Regions from separate parts of the Anser cygnoides genome. Here region 1 is linked to region 2. The links are chromatin contacts, called in public Hi-C maps. All regions are on one chromosome and are shown on one strand. The core of a region is the stretch at or near the end of the contact, and the rest is flanking DNA. Distances in the headings are between cores, read along the strand shown. Region 1 overlaps SH3KBP1 (SH3 domain containing kinase binding protein 1). Region 2 overlaps MAP7D2 (MAP7 domain containing 2).

Region 1 (5,347 bases), core at 987-3,486, 200 kb after region 2:
CTTCTGGACTGTTAGGGCTATGCATACGGAAATTTTTCCCTACGTATTATGATTGAGTATTGTATTTGGGATGGCAGTTTGGCCTGAGGTCTTAGACCTATGGTTTGCAACTGCAATTGAGGAAGATTTAATAATTTCTGTAAAATGTATGACTTCCTTTAAAATGCGAGGGGGAGTAAACTCCACCTCTTTTGCTAGGAGTAATGTCCTCTTAAAAAATAAAATTTTTAAAAAATTGGAAATAAATCTCAGAAAGCCTTGTCTTTTGTGTTTGTAGTGTCATCCTTGAATCTGGAGACACGTCCAACATTTCTGCTTTGGGTCATAGGTTTTTCAAGCAACAGCAGAGTTAAATTACCAAGAATTATTTTTTTTTTCATGGCTGCTATACAGAACCATATGAGTAGTTGTGAAATTATCTGGGGACTAAGTCTGTTCCATATTGCTTCAGCTGCTATTTGGAGAAGGCTAATAGCTGTGGCAGATGCAGAGATTCGGTTCAGTCACAAGGGGATAACACTCCAAATACAATACGAAGAGCTGAGGCTTTCTCCTCCTCTTTCTTCCCTTTAACTCAGAAGCTGTGAAAGATTCAGAAGATAAAGAAAGTTCTCTTTTTGTCCTTGTAGCTGGAGAAGACAAACTTCATATTTATTGAAAGGAGAATCAGCAAAGACTGGTATCAAGATCTGTACCTTGAGGAAGGGGTTAGGTGTGGAAATCAGGAGATCTCATATTAGAATGTTACTGTTTTGAATTTCATTAATGGGGATTGCGCTTTTCATGGCTACCTCTACATAGTGTCAGGGTTGATAAATTTATTTTGTCTGCTTCTCCATGGCTATTTCCATTGCTGCAGAGCAAGCAGTTGCAGTATGCTATACTCTCCTCTAGCAGCACAGCTATGGATGTACAGAGCTAAGGATGCACAGAGAATAACGAGGCCAAGAGAGGTTTCCCTTAGTTTTCTGTGGTCAGTTTGAGCATGGTGCCAAAGTCTCCTTGCTCAAGTGACAACAGCTAAGCAAGTAGCTACTGTTGCATTCAATAATAAGGAGTCTTCTAAGAGCTGTGTGGCAAATAACTCCCTCCATGTAGAAGGAGTTGCAATATTTAGCTGCAGAGGGAATCTTAAATGCCACGGGGATTCTTTTCTTCAAGTGTCCTTGTGCTGCGATTTTTAAACAACCCTATCTCAATCTGTTTGCTGATCATAGAGTGTGACCTGACCTGAAAAAGAGTACTTTCTTCCTTCTTCTTGTTCGGAAGGGAAGAGGAGAGGGATGTATCTAAAGATCTGTAGCCACTGTTCGGCAGTGAAAATAGTCAATCTGATTTATTTGCTTGGGCAATGTAATTTTGCTGCTTGGAACCTCAGAGCAGGTCCAGTGATGTAGGTGTGAAGTTTTGATGTTTCTACTACCAAGTTGATGGTAAGTGCTTTTCTATGGCTGTGGTGTTACTTTGCGTAGTTTTGCTACTTAACTTGGTTGGCCTCAAATAAGTGGCAGCACTTTAGCAGGCAGTGACATTTTGAGCAGAAGAATCTTGGCCTCTTGGGCTGTTGGCTTGTAGAGAGTTTTTCCTTGAGGAATATTGACAAGTGTCCAGCAGTGGTATTCAAGGAAAATAGATGAATTATTTGTAAGAAACATCTAAGAAGGTAAGATGAAAAGAATGAATTTCTGAATAAAAAAGTTGTTATGAATCCAACTTTGTTATCTTGTTTCTTCAAGTTAATTATTTCTAAGCACTATGTTGCAATTAGGGACTCCTGTAATAAATTCAGTGAAAAATCGAAATGCTTCTTGTGAAGGCTTGTGTCATCAAACAAGTAGTGGTGATTGCTTTTGTGGGTCACAGATGTAATCTAGGGATAATTTAAAGTTGGCTTAATGCCACCAGTAGTAGCCTACCCATGTTAGTACTTCCACTACACGCTGAGGGCATCGATCGGTTGTGGTATTTTTAGTTGTAGATTACTGTCCATCAGTTACGCAGGTTTTTGTTATAAAGACCAGGAGAAGATTGACCAGGATTTGATTTTGCTTGCTTTTCACTGAGAAAAGTAAAAACAGAACATTTCTAATCCTTTAATGTTTCTTGCTGACTGCATGTACTAGTGACCTAACAGAAATATACAGTAAAAATGACTGCTGTGGTGAACAAAATTTAGGAAATGGTGCTATGCTTGGCCTTGATATATCTGTAAGAGTTAATATTTTTTAGGGATTTCATCTCTTTACAGGCTTGTAAGTATGATCTAGAAGTTAGGGCTACACCTAAGAAATAATGGTTTTATTTTCTTAGAAAAGATCTTAGATCTTAGAAAAGATCTTAGATCTTAGGCTGGACTTCAGGAAGAGGTTCTTCACCGAGAGGGTGGTCGCACACTGGAACAGGCTCCCCAGTGAAGTAGTCACTGCACCAAGCCTGTCTGAATTTAAGAAGCGATTGGGCTGTGCACTTAGTCACATGGTCTAAACTTTTGGGTAGACCTGTGCAGTGCCAGGAGTTGGACTCGATGATCCTTATGGGTCCCTTCCAACTCGGGATATTCTATGATTCTGTGATCTGCCAGAGTTCCTCTGTAACTTCCATTAAATTGTTCTGTTGGCCAAATTGCCACACATGAATTTTTCAGTTATTAATGTGTATTGATTTTTTTTTCAGATGCACAGAGTTTTTCTGATTAATTGCAGTGGCATATCAAAAATTACTCAAAACTTCCAGGTATTTCAGCTATCTCTTTCTCAGGCTACCTATTGACAAAACCTGGGTTATACCTGCCTGGGTTATGCTGAGATCTGTTGTGATCATGCGTGGGGGTGGTGATAATTAAAATCTGGAAAACAGAGCATTTTAATATAGTGTTCCAGTGTTTTCATGCTCTACTGCTGAAAGGCTCAGAAAAGAACAATTTGTTCAAGTGTAGAGATGGGGTTAGGGAAACATTAAGTCATCCTTGTGCATTCCCTGACAATTCCCAGGGCTGCACCAGCCCTAGGCAGTTTTGGTGGGTGCTTCAGGTGCTGCTCCATCAATCCCTGTCTAAGGAAAAAGGCCGAGGCACTGAATGACTTGTCTGAAATTTCATGAATGTGAGCTGTGGTTGTCTTGCTTATGCTATGCCAGAACCTGGGAGAGACCATTCTTATGCTTCTTCCTACAGTTCATATGCCAAGAAAATCCTTTCCTGGCTAGGTGTGGGTCTTTTCGTGTATCTTTTCACAACCCCAGAATTTTTGCTTGGCATATAGAACTGTTGTTCTTAATCTTCTGTAAAACTGAATTTAATATATATATATATATATATATATCCTTGGCTTTAGTTAGAATTGGCATTGTTGTACCCTGTTAATAACAGGTTAGGAAGGCCTTTTATTTTCCTTAGAGCATTTTCAGATTGGTTTAAAAAAAAAAAAAAGCAAAATTATTGCTATTGTTACTGTTACTAAATATCATAAGAAAATTAGTCAGGTCTTGGAACAGAAAAAACACTGGAAGACATCTCTTCTTTTTTTTTTTCTTTTAATGCTTTTTCCAACATGGTGGAATTCCATCTTTTCCAACTTTCAAAATCTAAAAACAGATCCAAAGTTGTGCAACTATTTCAGATCTGTATAAATTCAGTACGATCTTCAATCAGCTATAAAGGTACATCAATGAAACCTGCATGTAACGAGCTTAAGTGTTCAACGGCTATGGCTTACTTTGTGGAAGTTTTGTTCCAATTTTGGGGTATTCCTTATTCATTCACTGAATTATTTTCTATATCTGGGTATAATGTATTTGGCCTATACATAGTTCAAATTGCAATACTGGAGTTGATAGGCTGTGTTTTGCAAGTAAACTAACAACAATTGTTATACAAGTAAAAATATTTAAGGAAAAGATATTTTGCCTTGCCAGATGTATTTGTTTTATATAAACTGTAAATGCAGTCAGCACTGAGGTTATTCAAGCCAGAAAATCTGGAACAGCTCATCATGTGTTACATATTCTTAATCGGAGCCAAGCACTGAAAGCAAGGAAATGTTTTTTCTAGTTCTCTTGAGAATTATTTATGTTACCTTCCACCCTACATTTAAATAATAAAGAGAACTTCCATCCTATCCTTAAAGGGGGAATTTGGTGAAAGTATCTTTGTCAGTATAGTAGGTTTATGTTATGAATAAATAACTGCCTGTTGTATGCAAAACTGCCTTTAAGTCTGTTTTTGTAAATTTGAGAAATGGGAAAAGCATTTTACAAGAAAAATGCTTCATCATTTGGTTCAATAGGGATACAAAGGGATACTCCATTTATGAAAAAGACAAGCTGATAGAAACCCAGCATCAGTGTGTTGATTCTTGAGTTTTCTATTTTTAAAGTGATGTATGCTGTAAGCTATGAATCTGGTTACCTTTTTCAACAGAAAAGCAAACCTCAAAATTTCTTTCAGAAAATCGTTTATCACTTAACCTAGTGCAAACAACTGCCTTTTTCATGTGCCAGTCATGTGCTTGATGAAGTGTCTGACCCTTAGTATGCTCAGCTTTGGTTTTCCTTTCAAACACAGGAAGCTAGAAGGCATTAATCTGTCTTTTGGTTGGATTATCTTTCTGCTGTTTATATGTGTAGGCCTTCTTCACAGACAGGCTTTGGTGTTCCCTTGAAAACACTGCCAACTTCACAGAAATAACAAGCATGAAAAAAAAAATCCTTTTAGTTTTTAAGATCAGCTAATTGGTGTATAATCAGTGTACAGTTTACACAACTATGCACAAGAACATACTTCTCAGCCTATTAAGGTTAAAACATGCATACAACATATGACGCAAACCCAAAATGAGGCATAAAAATTAATCGTACAGGAAACTCGAATTCAGCAAAATATTTATTCTTTGCTTTTAAATACCATATCTATATATCTGTAAGTAGTCTCCCAGATAATACACGTTACCTTTAAAACTACTGCTTCTTGAAAATAAATGCTTAGATGTTCTTTAGTCTTGGGTAAGCAGCACTTCATAGAAAGGCCAGGCTTTCAGTTCAGAGAGGCAGGAAAAGACACGAGTCTGTGTTGGGATGTGGGTGGTGACCAGAAAGAGACTTTGTTCACATGTGAGGTGAGGTTTGTGTATGATCTGCAGCAGATTAATGCATTTGTTGTGGAGGTCTGTGAAAATAGCTCCATCCCATGCTGGAGGAAGAATCTTTACTTGTTCTCTTTCGACTCTCCAAAATGGAGAGCAACCTGTAGATGATGCATGGAAAAGTGATGAAGCTCTCTAGCATTTTAGTTTGATCATTCTTTTCTTCTAATCTAAATAATCCCCAATAATGAAGGTGAGGGGAATATAGC
Region 2 (4,866 bases), core at 2,019-4,518:
CAGCCTGAGAAGATGTTGCAGGAATCTTTTTGTAAGGGAAAGCGCTGGGTGACCAAAATGTAGGCGTTATTGCTGCTACCATCTGTAGTAACGGTAATGACTAAATAGCATTTGAAGGACAAGCTGCTCAGTATTGGATCACTCATCTTCCCTTTTGCTACCTAGTTAAATTTGCTTAATGTATGTTCTGGGAGATTGAAATACTGAACACTTTTGGATTTCAGACCAAATGTGTTCTCTTCTTATTATCGAAAAGTATTCTCTTCTTATTATTGAAAAATGTGGTCAGCTCTAAGAGGGTTTAAGAAAAAATTGCATGTTAAATCAACTTAGACTGCATATCGTAAAAAAAAACAACACACATTTTGGTGAAAGGAATACATACATGTATTTCTTTCAAAATACTGTGGTTTTTTTCCTTCTTGTTAGCAGTGCTTTTCCAACTGATTTCTCTAAGTCATTAGTATATTCTTGTTGTATTACATTGTTTTCTTTCACATGTGGATGTTTAAGGTTGTTTACCCCCAGGTTTAATTGATGTGCTGCTCTCCATGGGATTATACCATTTGCAAGTATTGATTTTAGTTCAAAGGAGTTGAATACTCTGCATGCTTTCAAGGTATTGTTTAATTTTTTAAATAGCATCTTTCCGGCTTTGCCTCTGTTCCAAAAAAAAATAAAATAAAAAGAGAGGTCAGAGCCTTTCCCAACTAAGTTTTGTTAAATTGTAAGAGAAAAACAACTTACCTTGGAATTACAAGACTGGAGAAGTAAAAGGAAGGTGTATTGATGCCTTGAAACATGCATGGTAGGAAGGTGAAACACCCAAAAATTTCAGAGTGCTTGCAAGATGCTCTTGTGTAGTGGCACATACCTCCCTGTGCTTTGGTGGCTGTCGTATCCATTGCAGTGGAAATGCATCAGGGATGCTTTTTTTGTATGAAGTAGTCATTTCTAGGTATGCTAATTGAGGGAGCGTATACATATTTCATGTAAATGAAACTATATATCTTGCGTGTTGGTATTGTATGAAGATTTATGAAGTAAAGCTTTTTTGCCTCTCATGAATAAATAAAATACAATTATAACTTTCTTAGTTATTGGTCTTCTAATATGTGTGGAGAAAAACCAGCAGGGGAAGTGCTTTTAATATCTTACTCTTATCTGTCATTCATTGCCGCATGCATTTTAAGGCTACAGAAAAGTAAGAGCAAGTCTTTTAATTCTGGATTGTTCTTATAGGGTTCAGACAATTAAAAAAAAAAGTACTGTTTGCATGGGACTTCTATAAATAAATGGATTTTACAACATGGGGAAAAGAATACAGCTGATCAGGAAACTAATGCAAATTGTGGGAGTGCGACCTGCATTGAGTAATGACCTACTCAAGTCATCTCCTCCCTGTTTACCATCTTTCTCCTTTAGTTGGTTCTCTCAGTTGTTCTCAGACTGGTAACTTCAGGTTTTGTGAGGTTTGTGCATCTTCTAGGTCTTGTGAAAGGTCCCGGTATTAAACAATTCACCTCTGTGTCCTGTGGTTCTGTGACTTGGGTCAGTAAGTCTGTTAAATACAGCTGTTTGTGTTGCACACCCAAGCTTAATTTTCCTGTGAATCTCTCGTACTGGCTGAGAGAAAAATATGAGTAGCACTTCTAAATAATGCTGTAACTAGTTACAGTTATTGCAGTCATAAAAAACAAAGTTCTTGCAGTACTGCAGCAGATTATTTTTTTTAAACCTACACAGCTGATGAGGTGTAGGTAATTTCTGAGTTATTTTGCTGTAATTGACTTGTTTGGTATTTCTGTCACAACTTGTTATATTACCCCTGTATTTCCTGTGATTGAAAGTAGTGCGTGTAAGAGTATGTTATGTGTTATTTTTCCTACAGGTGTTCAGACAGCTTAGCGGGTGACTTAGTGCTACGTAAGTCATTTAGTGGTCTGCTTACCAAATTGATGGAAAAGGTGACATGGAATCTGGACTAATCAAAGATTTATTTTACCACACAATATTACCCTGGACTGACTTTAGATAGGAGATTTACAAAGACCTTTCGCTGTGCTTTGTTTCCTTAATGATGAACAATGCTGATGTGTGGGGGTGTAAAGACGGCGGGGTAAGTGGTTTTCACACGGTGGAAATCTATCTTACCATTTAGCTGGAAAAAAAATAGAAAGAAAGGCAAGATTGCTGTTTTATTATTTAAAATACTGTAACACACCTGACAGGCTTTGTGCCTGTCATTCAAATAATACACAATTTTTGTCTTTGTGTTGTGAAACTGTCAAGATCCTAAAACCCGAGCACCCAGCGCTCTGTCTGCCAGTCGGAGGGAGTGTTGTAAGGATCCGAGCAAAGCACTTCTTGTCCCTGTTAAATGGTAATCAAAATGTTTCAGAGAGGCTTGCTTTTGAGTCGTATTTTGTGTTCTGTGCATGTATGTGCATAACGCATATACATTTCTGGCTTTCTGCAGATGTAGTGAAGTAATATATTAGAATGCCTGGTGATCACATCTTAGTTTTCCTCTCCGTTTTCTTCCTCTAACTCTTAAATGAATGATCCACTTTTCCTGAACTATGTAATATTTATCTCCTCTGTGATACGAAATCTTGTAAGTGCTTGGTTTCATTTACTGTACTGTTTGCACGTGTCACGTGTGCTTACTGAACGCCAGATCAACCTGTGCGGAAGTGTTTGGACTAAACGCTGGGACATCGGTTTCTGGTTTGCCCCCGAGCACCTGGAGGCTTCCTCGTGAGTATGTGTTGGCTCTTCCCTGCCCAACAGGACGCTGATCCGCCTTGTGGAGTTACGGTGCTGCAGTCAAACGTTGGCTTCGTGGTGATCGATAAAGCGTTTCTGTGACCTTTGTATTAGCTTCGGTTGCGCAACGGGCGGGCTCACCTTTGCGTTCTGCTGTCTCAACGAGAGCAATGTGAGCACTTCTCCATGTGCCAAAGCTTCTCCTTTCACTGCTTGAGGGTTATCTTGTTGGTATAAATAAGGGTGCTGCTGGCAAACATCTCCTACTGATGTCTTCGCTTTGGTTAAATTAATTCCTTTACAGTACGGAAAATGCAGCTTTTTGTATACCAGTGTAATGCATACGTGCTCCTATCAGTTGGCATCATTTAAAAGCTGTAGTGTTGGGCTGAATTTCTTCCAATGATTCAACAGAAGAGATTGTTTATTCTGCAGCATAGTATTTACCTCTTCTGAACTTTTTTTTTTCTATTGCAAGTGTAAATGCATGTTTGGAGCTGTCTTAGGCATTCAGATCTTTTTTTTTCAGTGTGCCGGAAACCTGTAAATGCTCTTTTCTCTGCGCATTGAGTACAGAAATAGATGAAACTGTTCAAACTTTTGAAGTCAGCCCCTTTGCTGATAATTCCATGTTTTGTAAAGTCATCTCTTGTGTTCGCATTTGCCTTCCAAGAGGCAAATACACATTAACTTGGTTTTGTATAATGGGCTTCTTAGTCCGAAGCACTTTCTGAGCTGGTCCTCCACATCAGAGCTCTCTGCACATTGCCTCCATGTGCACACCAATGCGTCTATTTGTGTGAACAGAGGAATGGATTTTATGTCCCATAACCTCAGCACCATCAAGGATCCAGTGTTCAACAACCATTTTAGAAAGAGAGAATATATGGAGCTTCATAAATCTACTTACCTTTTTTGTTGAAAGGTTTCTTTTGTAAACTCCTCTTTCCTTACATCGACCTGCATTCTAGAACCCCATTTTATTTATTAATCTTTTATACCTGAGGTCTTGATGGGACGGGATAGGAAGTGTTGAACAAAAATATATGGGAAGCATGTATCAGTTTGTGGATACCTCTGTAAAAGCACCTTAGAAATCTTCAAGAAAATGATAGTAACGTTAGTATACCTGATTGTTTTGTCTGTTGCAATGCCAGATGCTGGAGGGCATGTTGTGGTTTTGTTTCAATTAGGTAGGATCTGGAAGTATGCCTTGCTTGGTTCAATCCATACGAATTATCAAATTACTTGTCTCATGCCGAGCAGAAGCTAGCAGAGCTATTCTTTATTTCAGCAAAGCACTCATTGAAATGTTTCTAGTTTGCAATTAATTTGGGTTGTAGGCGTGGTGGAATACTGCACTTCTTAATGTGGCTTTGATCATAAAAGAGAGAGAGAGACAAATTTTGCTGGTGGCTGTGCAGCATGCCTGGGTTTGTTGGCTGCAGAAGGAGCGCCGAAGTGGTCTTCCCCTGCCCAGGCAGGGAGAGCACTGCTGCCTCGTGGCTTCAGTGGAAAACCAAGCATGCTCTAGTGTCAATACACTTGCCTCGATTATTTAATTAGAATAAACTCTCGATATTCAATTATTCTGCAAGTAAGGTAAACCTCAGATCACAGGCACTGCAGTCGTGTTTCCTTTTGTCCCAGGAAGGGAGACAAGATGATGTTGCAGCACTTATCCCCACATCATCGCTGTGATTTCTACATACTTGTAGCAAGGGCTTTTAATTTCCCTTCCTGCGGTCCCCTCCTTCTCCCTCCCTCCTGGAAACCCACATTGCTCTCGCCCTTGTTTGTGTGGAGTCTGGCATTCACCTCTGCGTGCGTGCAGGCAGAAACCTCGGGGAGAGGACTGGAAACGTGTTGTTGGGGTTCTTGAGATGTTGATAAAAAAGATAGGCCAACTACTGTTTCCAAAATAAATGGTAGATGGACCGGTTCCCCTTTAACCATCCTAAAGGGGAGTGGGAGTAGGGCCTTACTTTTATTCTTAGTTTCTTGACTTTAAGTATTGTGCTTCAGCCAGCGGGCATCTTTTCCCTTACCCTTAATGGTCTATTAATAGATGGAAGTATTTCCATTATGCTTCTTGGG

Evidence for each region. A called contact is a pair of places that touch in the nucleus more often than the background predicts.
Region 1: a contact with region 2 is called in a Hi-C map of liver, with 7 times the contacts expected there. The contact joins two enhancer-like sites. A contact is called at or near these places in 2 of 7 Hi-C or Micro-C datasets (both in liver).

What each region holds. Positions count from the first base shown.
Region 1 is chr1:128,687,650-128,692,996 of Taihu_goose_T2T_genome, forward strand. All of the region lies in intron 3 of SH3KBP1 (SH3 domain containing kinase binding protein 1), which reads left to right. Among named protein-coding and RNA genes, the nearest start is that of SH3KBP1, 83 kb to the left of the region's middle. Within about 2 kb of position 2,237, at least 1 of the 3 cell types and tissues checked has open chromatin away from gene starts, as enhancers often do. A contact at or near this core is called in liver, where this site is marked.
Region 2 is chr1:128,486,918-128,491,783 of Taihu_goose_T2T_genome, forward strand. All of the region lies in intron 1 of MAP7D2 (MAP7 domain containing 2), which reads left to right. Among named protein-coding and RNA genes, the nearest start is that of MAP7D2, 5.1 kb to the left of the region's middle. Within about 2 kb of position 3,269, at least 2 of the 3 cell types and tissues checked have open chromatin away from gene starts, as enhancers often do. A contact at or near this core is called in liver, where this site is marked.